2 separate regions of the Mus musculus genome follow, and region 1 is linked to region 2. Evidence: chromatin contacts called from public HiChIP or PLAC-seq data. All regions are on one chromosome and are shown on one strand. The core of a region is the stretch at or near the end of the contact, and the rest is flanking DNA. Distances in the headings are between cores, read along the strand shown. Region 1 has its middle 60 kb from the start of 1700108F19Rik. Region 2 has its middle 11 kb from the start of Gm4285.

Region 1 (5,859 bases), core at 556-3,055, 780 kb after region 2:
AATTTAATAATCTCTATTTCAGTTGTTTGCTTTGGATTTCCAAAATGATAGTGGTTTGTTTGTTTAATTGGGTTTTATTTTGGCATTCCTAGATTTCAAAGCTAGTTTTCCAGAGAGGAGACTCGTACAGACTGTGAACTAATCTAGGCCACTATTACTGGGGCTAGCCCAGCCCTGTGCTCTCTCCTCCAGGACTCCAGGGAAGGGAAAAGGATGTTCCCACGTTGCATATTTAGGTGACCTTAGGGACACGCCCTGCTGATGTGATGTAATGAAACCTAGACTTCATTGGCAGGATTTAGTTGCATTGATTTATAAGCAAGTCCCAAGTTCATAGACTCATTCAGGGTCTTGCAGGGTAGACTTAACACTTCCATTCACTGTGTGGTGAGAGGGAAGACTGCGTGCCACAGCGGGATGTTTCTACAAAGCTGAGATCTGTAGGATTGCCAGGCCATGTTTCTTATGAAGACCAGTGATGCCCTGCCTTCCTCTCTTCAGTTTTCTTCTTACGAATGCTTTACCTGTACTGTTGTGAGATCCCCACAAAGCCCACACTAAAGGACTCCATACATTACCATCGACTTACCCTAAGACAACTGCCAAACCATTGCCCCAGCACGTGATATGCAGGCTGCTTTCGATTTAGGTAAAAGGGCATGGTTGTTTTTTAGGATTCCTGATCTACGCATTACACTGTTTGCACAGGTAGATGGGCGGATCTACAGTAGATCCTCGGTGTGTGCACAATTTTGGCGGAGCAATGAGAGGCGAGTGCTGTGCATGATAACAAATGTTTGCCACTGACCTGCCTTTGAGAGGTTTAACATTACTGGTTTTCAGGGCCGTGCTTGAACCGTGCCTTTGCTGAATACCGTTTATTTACTTAGGCTTCAAAATGGCCCTTCAAGGGGTGTTAATCAGCTCACTCCATCAGCTGGATTTCTTTGAGGAGGCAACCCTAAGTTTAGTCAGCAGTTTGAATCCCAGTAGTCTCATTTGCTGCTGGGTGACCTTGAATAGGTTTCTAAGCTCCTTGGCCTCAGTTTCTGTTCTGTGAAGGAAGGGACAGCAGAGTGTCTTACTGAGCAAAAACAACAAAATGATCCCATTAGCAGATCCGTGGCTCTGGCTTATCAGTTGCTGTTGCTGTTGTCTTCTTCTTCTGCCGTATCCTTTCTTCAATGACTACTCACTGTTCTCGTGCCCTTGGGCAGCACCCTGACCCCTCTTATCTCCACTGTTATTCAACCAGCCCCCACTTTACACAGCTGAGTCCCACAACCTCAAAATTCTGTTAGGAGTTCACACCCTCACCTCCCTAACTATTCAGCAAATTCCTAATCTTCCTTTAAAACAGAGCGCCTAAGGGTTTCTTTATCCTTCAAGTATCCTTTCCTCCGGCATCTCTGGGTGTGTCTGTATGGTGACATTCATTGCGCTATCTTCTATTGTCTATTTTCTGATAATTGGCCTCTAACAGAATCTGGGCCCTATGTGAATACAGATCTGTTTGGTTTGGTTTTACAGCTCCACTTGCAGTGTGGGTTTTGGGCATGTGGAAAGTTCTCTGATAAATATTTCTTAACCGGATGGATCTATATCTGTGTTACTCATCAGGCAAAGACTCAAATGGCCTGAAAAGTCACTTTACATGGCAAATATCTGCCACCATTGGGCTAGGTTAGGTTTCAGCAGCCCTGTGGGAGGAGGAGCTTATGTGGCCGTGGTCAACTTAGGAGGTGCACACTGTGGAATTCCCAAATCCGCAGACACACTCACCAGTCATGGTTCTGAATGACACCCTCACTTCAAAGGACAGAGTTGCTAGAGGCTACCGTGCTCAGCTGCACATGGAAAGCATGCTGGGGACAAGCCCCAGAGAGGAATCCCTAAATTATATGGGTGGTGGCTGCAACGGAGGAAGTGATTAATCTCCCACAAGGAGAGTTTTGAAAGTGATTGCATTGACTCTGATGATTAAATTGTGATGTAACTGTCTAAAAAAAAAAAAGAAAAGAAAAATAGATAGGTGTTTTAGCACATCACTAGGTTCAGGGATATGGGGTGTGCCTAGTGGGGGTGGGGCTTGGAATAGCTAAAAGTTGAATTCTATAGCAGACAGGAACTGGCTTGAGAGGTGAAAGGGATGCGACTTGAGCTAGCTAAACTCTTCTGTGGTAGGCAGGAGTCAGCGTGAGAGAAGGGGGACAGAAAGGGCTGGGGACTTCTTGCTCCAGGTCTCTTCCTTGCTAATCTACTAGGGTCTGACTTCCTAAAGATGTCTCCAGAACCTGTCCAAAATGATACCAGCAGTTGCGGATGAAGACACTAACCCACGAGCCTGGGACGGTGAGGTGCTGTGGACAGCAGAGGAAAACTTCTAAAGACATACAACAGCTGGGAACCCTTCAATTCTCAGCAGCCAGGAAAGGGGCGCACTATGTAGTAACACCTCTGGCAGAATACCTCTGCACATGTATGGGTCCAGTAAATGTCTTCTCTTGGTGCCTACCCGTGCCTGGATCCTTGGTCCTTTGGAAGACGTGGTTCCCTCCAGTGAGCTGTCTTTAGCTTCCCCAGTATAGGGGGAGCCCTCTACTTAAATAGTGCAGACACTTTATCTTTATCCTACCTGATGGGAGCCAGATTTCATTTCCATTTGTTTCCTGTTGCACCAAGTGTGGTAGCTAGTTCATAGGGGTTCATCGTATACTGAATGTTCAAAGATGCTTCAGCCCAAAGGCAAAAGGCTTTAGCTGCAGATCCATGTATCTTGTGTATTGCCTGCCCAGCGCTCTTGGGTTATCGGACCCTCCCTAGCTTGGCAATGTCCTTTGGGATTGTTTTTTCTCCGATAATGAAGATAACCTTTTCTGTGTCGCTTTGTGTGCTTCTAGCACAGGTTCCCCCAGTAAAATAATTGTAGCAATTCCATCCAGGAGGCTTTGAGCTGTCCAGTGTCCAACTTCCCAGATCAGTGTCGGGCCTGCGAATTTAGGCCTTGAGTGATGTATTTGACGTGCTTATGAATACGTGCATCTGCTGTGCTGTGGCCTGCAGCCAGGCTGCAATTCCGAGCCTGCCTTCTGGACTGTGTTTTTTGAGAAGCCCCGCTTAGGAAAGCTTGCCAATGGTTCACAGTAGAGCCGAGTAGCAAGACACCGAGGAACTTGCTTCGTGGAATCTTCTTTTGTCCTTAAAAGTGCCTGGAGATTGTCTCTGCTAACACACTGAAGGATATGTGTGTGTGTGTGTGTGTGTGTGTGTGTGTGTGTGTGTGTGTCACACACCAGGCTATCAAGGGCTTGAAAAGGCTGTTTTGCACTGTGGACTGTGACTTGCAAGCCTTGGCTTGTGGGTGTTTGGGACCAGAGCAAAGAGTGGTGGGGTCAGAAAGGAGTTTGTCTTCTGGCCAAGGACAGCATTTTTTTTTTTCTGTTCTTTTGAAAGAGTTATCTAGGACAGCATGTGCTATACCATGCTCAGCCACCTGATATGTCCTAGGCTGGTTGGATTCATGCCTGACCCTGTGTATTTTAATCAAGCCTGATTCCCTTGAAAAGGTTCCTGGTGGATGGGGAGATGGGCATCTCAAAGCCCCTGTTGCTGATGTGGCAACAGTGAGTTTTTATAGTCAATACCTGAGATGGGCCGAGGGTCCCACCATGTGACTTACTGAAATGAGTTTTAGAACAATAGTTAATTCTGATGCTTTCTCCCCGTGAGGGTCTGCACTCAGGTGTTTTCTTTGAGCTAAGCTACTTGCTGGCCAGAGACAACCAGATAGGTAACCTGGGTGCCCATTTGAGACCAGTGCTATCCGTGATGTTGGATGTAAGTCTGGACATGCTGAGCAGGACATGGTCAAGGCCTTTTCTGAGCAGTTGATGCCAGGTTCTTCCCTGACACTTCATTCCGGTTCATACAAGATGCAATCAGCCAGCAGCCAGAGTCTGCCCACAGCACCCGGCTTGTTTCTCCTTTGCCCTTTGCTTCTTGTTCTCTGCAGGGGTCTCCAACCCTCTGGTTGTCTGCGGTCTAAGTAAACCAAGGCACTGTTTGTGATTACTTCATTTTCTGAAAATTCCCATTTTGGCTCGGTCTGCATTTCTTGATTTACGCTCGTTAATTTCATCTGACTTGGCTAGCTCGTGTTCCCTTGGACATATGATCTTTATGAATAAAACATTCAAGGGCCAAATGTTTTTCTGTGAGGACTCCATGGGACACCACTGAGAGCTGACCTGGAGCATTGGAGCAGGGTCGGGCGGTGCCTCTCCCTCGGCCTGAGGACCAGGAAACAGCTGTGGTGTCCTGGGGAAAACCTCAGATCTAGACTTGCTTTAGAGTGTTTCTCCAATTAGTTAGATCCTCAACCACGCACACAGCTTTCCTGTCGTGTATGTGTGTGTGTGTGTGTGTGTGTGTGTGTGTGTGTGTGCGCGCAAGAGAGAGAAAGAGAGAAAGAGAGAGAGAGAGTGCACGTGTGTGTCAGATGGCATACTATGTACTGCTCACATTCATAATTTTGGTGTCTCTGTCTGATAGTGGATTACATAGCCCTGTCCCATGGTGCCAGGCATGGTCGTGTGAGTTTTGGCATCCCTCACTCTCGTGGAAAGATTGTATTCCTGCCCCAGTCACGTCAGACTTGGCTATGAGATTTGCTTGGGCTGGCAAAACGTGAGTACAGGGAATTGTGCCACCCTTGTTGAGGCACTTTAAAAGTCACAACATGGCCCCACTGTCTCTCTTTCTCTTTGTTGTTGAGTCTTAGAACAAAGGAGAGTTTTTTAGAAAGACTGTAGCCGAACCATGAGTATTGATAAGATGTCAACCTTTGCTGAGGTAACCGCTGAAATGTTCAGGTTGTCTGTTACTGCAGCAACATCTGAACAATACTGTTGTCAATGGCTCGGTCTGCCTGATGAGCTTTCCTCTGTGAGAGGTAGTTAAGAGGTGAACTTAAAAATACATTGTAGAGGCCCATTGGACTTGCAAACTTTATATGCCCCAGTACAGGGGAACACCAGGGCCAAAAAGGGGGAGTGGGTGGGCAGGGGAGTGGGGGTGGGTGGATATGGGGAACTTTTGGTATAGCATTGGAAATGTAAATGAGCTAAATACCTAATAAAAAATGGAAAAAAAATACATTGTATATCTACAACACACCAGATACTGTGTCCTGGGCAGGCCACACATATACTTGTATATGTCATAGAGCCTTGTCCTCCGAAGAGCTAATGTAGAAGAGACAGAAATTTCTATTTAAAAAGATGACGTCAATTAAGATTTGATTTCTTCTAGAAAACATGGAGAGAAACAATTAAGAGAGCAAACCTGGACAGTGGTGTAGGTGCTGGGCAGGTGGGTGTGACCCCTCGCTGTCTGAGTGGCTCCTTTTTTGCTCCTTATCCTGACAGATTGAAATGGCTTATTCAGGGCTGGGGATGCAGCTCAGTTGGCAGAGGGCCTGCCTGTTGCGCATAGAGCCCTGGGCTTGATCCCTAGCATCCCGTGAGCAGGGAGTGGTGGTGCTCAGGTATCATGCCAGCACCCTGAAGACAGAGGCAGGAGGATCAGAAGAGTTGGAAACCAGCCTGGTATATCTAAGACCTTGTCTCAAAACAAAACCCAAACCATTTTCAGTCCCTAGTACTCACACCTTATTTCAGTTGTGCTGGTTGTTTGCAGGCATACAAGTAGTCGACGCCATAGCAGTAAGTTACCTAGGAAGAGGATCAAGTGTTGTGCAGTGTGATGGCCCGACAGCCAGGATGATTCGTCCTGTGGGACACAGCTGCTTCTAAACTTTAAGAATGGGGTTACCTGATAATTTGTGGAGATTCATGATGC
Region 2 (5,315 bases), core at 2,140-4,639:
AAGCCAGCCTCAATTAAATGCTTTCCTTTATAAGAGTACACTTGGTCATGGTGTCTCTTCAGCAATGAAATCCTAAGACGACAAATCATCTTAAGGTCTACATATCAGCGGCTGGAGATATGGCTCAGTGGTTAAGAGCACTGACTGCTCTTCCAGAGGTCCTGAGTTCAAATCCCAGCAACCATATGCTGGTTTACAACCATCTGTAATGAGATCTGATGCCCTCTTCTGGTGTGTCTGAAGACAGCTACAGTGTACTTATATAATAAATAAACAAATCTTTTTTTTTTCTGGTTTTTCGAGATAGGGTTTCTCTGTATAGTCCTGGCTGTCCTGGAACTCAGGACATGTAGACCAGGCTGGCCTCGAACTCAGAAATAAATCTGCCTGCCTCTGCCTCCCAAGTGCTGGGATTAAAGGCATGCGCCACCACTGCCCAGCAAATAAATCTTAAAAAAAAAAAAAAAAGGTCTACATGTCAGGGAAGCCAGAGCTGTGAATATGTGAATAGAGACCCTCTGTAACAAAGTGAAGTGTGATGTAGAAAAAAAAAAAAACATCAACTTTAAGTCTCCACAAAACCCCACATACATGTGAACACCTATACATGTACACAAGCCACACACATATAAAGATGAAAAAAATACAAATACTTCAAAAGTTCTGTGAACAATATATAATGACACACACTTTCCACCCAGCACCAGGGACATGAAGGTAGGAGAAACCATGTCTCAAAAAACCAAAAAAACCCAAAAAAAAATATATATATATATTTATATTTATATTTATGTTTATATTTATATATAAGTACACTGTAGCTATCTTCAGACACACCAGAAGAGGGCATCAGATCTCATTACAGATGGTTGTGAGCCACCATGTGGTTGCTAAGATTTGAACTCAGGACCTTTGGAAGAGCAGTAGGTGCTCTTAACTGCTGAGCCATCTCACCAGCTCCTGTATCTTTTATCATACTGTCTTAGTTAGGGTTTCCATTGCTGTGAAGAGACACCATGACCAAGGCAACTCTTATGAGGACAACATTTAATTGGGACTGGCTTAAAGGTTCAGTCCATTATCATCATGGCAGGAAGCATGGCAGCATGCAGGCAGACACGGTGCTGGAGAAGGAACTAAGAGTTCTACTTCTTGAGTCTAAAGAAGACTGCTCTCCAGGCAGCTAGGGTATTAAAGTCCACCCCACCCTCCACAGTGACACACTTCCTCCAACATAGCCACACCTACTCCAACTGGGCCACATCTCCTAATAATGCCACTCCCTGTTTGTCCTAGAAGTCAATTTATAAACCAGGTTGGCTTGAACTCAAGGGCTATGCCTACCTCTACTTCCAGGGTGCTGAGATTAAAGGGGTGTGCCATCACGCCCAGTGCTGCCAAGTACTTTACCACACAAAGTAACAATAAACTGTTATGTGCCAGACTTTTAAAAAGATCTTTTGGGAGCTGGAGAGATGGCTTAGCAGTTAAGAGCACTGACTGCTCTTCCAGAAGTCCTGAGTTCAATTCCCAGCAACTACATGGTGGCTCACAACTATCTGATGCCCTATTCTGGTATGTCTGAAGACAGTGACAGTGTACTCACATAAATTAAACAAATCTTTAAAAAAATCTTTTAGGTTTATGTGTATAAATGTTTTGCCTGACACCGGGCAGTGGTAGCACATGCCTTTAATCCTAGTACCCGGGAGGCAGAGGCAGGCGGATTCCTGAGTTCGAGGCTAACCTGGTCTACAGAGTGAGCTCCAGGACAGCCAGGGCTACACAGAGAAACCCTGTCTCAAAAAACAAAAAACAAAAACAAAACAAAAAATGTTTTGCCTGTATGTATATTAACCACCTGTGTGCCAGGTACCCAGGGAGGTGTGGAGAGAGTGGTGCTGGTAGAACTGGGATTGGTTGGAACTGGAGTCAGTAGTGAGGCACCACGTGGGTGATGGGAACCAAACCCAAGTCCTACACACACACACACACACACACACACACACACACACACATCACACACACCGTGGTAACCAAAACAGTTCTTCAGAATAAGAAGTAAGAAGTTTCGGTGCCCTAAACTGGAATTATTTCGTTCATGAATGTTGGCATTCCTTCTAGGCTCAGTTACCTGGCAACAGCCAGGTAGGCGTGGCTTTCTACAAAAGTGACAGTTTGGCTCCTCCTCCATGTCTCTGCCCCTTCTGTCTCTCTTCTCTCCCTGACCCCTTTCTCCCTCTCTTCCCTTCCCCCTCCATCCCCTCTCTCTGCATGTTCCTGGCCAGCCTCTCCCCTCCTCTTCTCTCTCTCTCTCTTTTCTTTCTCTCTGTCCTCCTTTGTCCCTTCTCAGCTCCTCTTTCCATGCCCCCAAATACTCTATTCTATAGCATATATCTCCTTAGGCTGGTACCTCAGGAGGAAGGGATGCTTCAGTATGAGCCCGCCAAGGCACCCCTCCCACCTCACCATACTGTGCCCTACTAAACACATCCTCGTCTTTTTTAAAGCACAACAATGAGGGCGGGTGCGATTTGATGTACACACCTTTTAAAGGTCCCAGGACTTCTCAACACTCCTACACTGGAGCTTTCAGTGTGACCTCTAGTGATGAGAACGCATGTTCAATCCACAGCACCCACGGGCCTGAGAACAGGAAAACGCCAAGAAACCCAGAGTGTCTGGGAAGCACTGAAGCCAGCAGCCAGCGGCAGAGGCATGGGAGGCAAGGAGTCCACAGTGGAACTGAAGATGCTGGGGCAGCCAAGCTGGAGGAGCTGTAGAAAGGAGGGCTCGGGCAATAAAAGGTAAGGGTCAAAGTCTGATCTGAGTTCAATCCCAGCGACACACATGATGGAAAGAGGAAACTGACTCCCGCAAATTGTCCTGACATTCACAAGAACGCCACGACTGGTTCACATGTGCACACACACACACACACACACACACACACACACACACACACACACACATAAATATTAGAAAAAAAAATTTAAGAAGAAAGAAGGTGCATGTAACAGGAGGGAAACAGAGCCAGGAAATCCAAGAGCAGACGCTGCCATGGAAACAGTGGGGGGAGGGGGGGGAGCCAGGAGATTAGAGAAGTTGCCCTCTCAAGCACAGCTCCATCCGAACTTTCAGGAAACTGCTTTATCCTGTGCGTCCTAACCTCATGCTATCAAAACCTCAAAATCAAGGAAGAGCCAATGCCTGACATAGCAGCCTCCTAATAGAAAACCCAAGCTACCCAAGAGCCAATATGAGTCTTCTTAAACTTCTGAATCTGGCAGGAAACCCTTGCCGGAAATCCACACAGAACACAGGGACATGAGCCACACACATCCGGACTGGACAGAGACAGGTCACATGATCTGCATTTTTCCACTTGTAAGTTAGTGGAAAAGAAGGGGAGGAGATATGCAGATTAAAACTTTTCGAAGGTGGTGATGGGTAGGGGTGCCTAAGTCTTAAGAAAGGACCCACGAGTCACAGAGAAGACAAGAGGAACCATGTCTCCATACCCGCAGCTCCACAGGAGAACAGGAAGGCAGGAGGCTGCTTCTAAAGGCAAACCCAGCGGCTCTGGTGAAGACAGGCCTCCCTCATGGCAAGCTCACAATACTCACAAGCCTCAAAACTAGCTGTGAGGTTTGGTGAGACAATGACTCCTCGGTGAAGCGGGCAGGGATCCCTCTGTATGACTCAGAGGTTGCGTGCCATCGACAGAGAAGATCTACGTTTTGTAACTGAGCTATCCCGAGAGCCTGAGAAAAGAACAGGGAACCCCAAATTTAACCCGCCATAACCCCAGGATGAGAAGCAACTCTGGGAGGCAGTTGTGGGGAGTGGAAGGGTGAGACTCAGACAAGACCAAGAGTGCAGGTTGGCAGGAATCCGGAAGTGAGCGCATAGCGGAAAATCAACTCCCACCTGGGTTTCTGAGAGCTGATCTCACTAGCTGAGAACAACCCTGGAGTCTGGCAGCCTGCGGTCCACAGTGGGATCAGGTCACCCTCTAGCCTAGATCTAAAGCCACCTGGCTGCTGTCACTGCTATAGAACTGCTAGAGTTGAAACTTCAGCGCGCCCCTTGCTAGCCACAGCCGCGTCTCTCAGCAGCCTGAGCTGCGCTTGGAAGACCTCCACCTGCTGTGGTTGCTTACTTCGTCCCCAAGGCAGCTGGGTGCCCTGCCAGCTGCTTCAGCTGCTTTGGGCATCGCAGGCTTCGAAGTCTTGGGGATGCTAGGGAGGGAGCCTTGGGAGGCTGAGAAAGCAGCCCCAGCCACAGACCTCAAAGCCAAAAGTGGCAGTAGTGGCCCCTAGTGCGCAAAGAAAGGAGCAGCAAAGAGCTCAGCACAGCTTCAGCAGAGACAAATTCAACTCACCTGCCGCACCTCTGGCCAGGACCAGTGGTCCCAGTTTCTGAGAAGTGGAAATAAGTAGTTGCGTTGTTCATTCTTTTCTTTTTTCTCGCCTCTTCTTTCTTTCCTCTCCGCTCCCCTCCTTTTCTTTCCCCTCTCCCTCCTCTCCTCCTCTGCCCTCTCCTCTCCGGTCCCCTCCTGTTCCCTCCCCTCCATTATGTTCTCCTTCCCTCCCCTCCCCTCCTGTCTCCTCTCCTTTCTTTCTCTCCCCTCTCCTACTTCTTTCTCCCTTTTCTTCGTTTTTCTGTTTGTTTGGGTTTTTTGTTGTTGTTTGAGACCGGGTTTCTCTGTATAGCCCTAGCTGTCCTGGAACTCTCTGTAGACCAGGATAGACCGGAACTAGAGATCCACCTATCTCTGCCTCCTGAGTGCTAGGATTAAATTAGGCACCTGTCACCATCACCGGCCATCTATTTATTTATTTACTTACTTTCACATTTTTTCATTTGATTATACCTTTAGCAGTGTCTTCATGTCTTAATTTACCACACCTATAAAAGCCTCACAGACTTGCGCAGAGATTTGTTTCCATGACGATTTTAAATCCCATTAAATTGGCAACCAAGTTTAATCTTACAGGGACATAGTGGGAGTAGTGGAGGAGGGCAATGAGCTGAACAAAGTAAAATGACCCATTGTGCTGGGCGGAGGTGGCGCACGCCTTTAATCCTCTTGAGAGGCAGAGGCAGGTGAATTTCTGAGTTCGAGGCCAGCCTGGTCTTCAGAGTGAGTTCCAGGACAGCCAGGGCTACACAGAGAAACCCTATCTTGAAAAACCAAAATAAAATAAAATAAAATGACCCATTGTGTGTGAAAATACCACAATCAAACCCGATACTTTGAATTCTAACATAAAAAAAATCAATGAATTAAATTAGGAAGGAGTATCTGTTGG

The links. HiChIP or PLAC-seq counts read pairs in DNA pulled down with a chosen protein or histone mark.
Region 1: a contact with region 2 is called in a FOXA1 HiChIP or PLAC-seq map of pancreatic cancer cells. The contact joins two enhancer-like sites. A contact is called at or near these places in 1 of 484 Hi-C or Micro-C datasets (myocytes) and 2 of 115 datasets of contacts at active chromatin or transcription factors (bone marrow-derived macrophages and pancreatic cancer cells).

What each region holds. Positions count from the first base shown.
Region 1 is chr14:76,614,611-76,620,469 of GRCm38.p6, forward strand. No RefSeq gene overlaps it. Among named protein-coding and RNA genes, the nearest start is that of 1700108F19Rik, 60 kb to the right of the region's middle. Within about 2 kb of position 1,806, at least 52 of the 459 cell types and tissues checked have an H3K27ac peak or open chromatin away from gene starts, as enhancers often do. A contact at or near this core is called in pancreatic cancer cells, where this site is marked.
Region 2 is chr14:75,831,007-75,836,321 of GRCm38.p6, forward strand. No RefSeq gene overlaps it. Among named protein-coding and RNA genes, the nearest start is that of Gm4285, 11 kb to the right of the region's middle. Within about 2 kb of position 3,390, at least 407 of the 459 cell types and tissues checked have an H3K27ac peak or open chromatin away from gene starts, as enhancers often do. A contact at or near this core is called in pancreatic cancer cells, where this site is marked.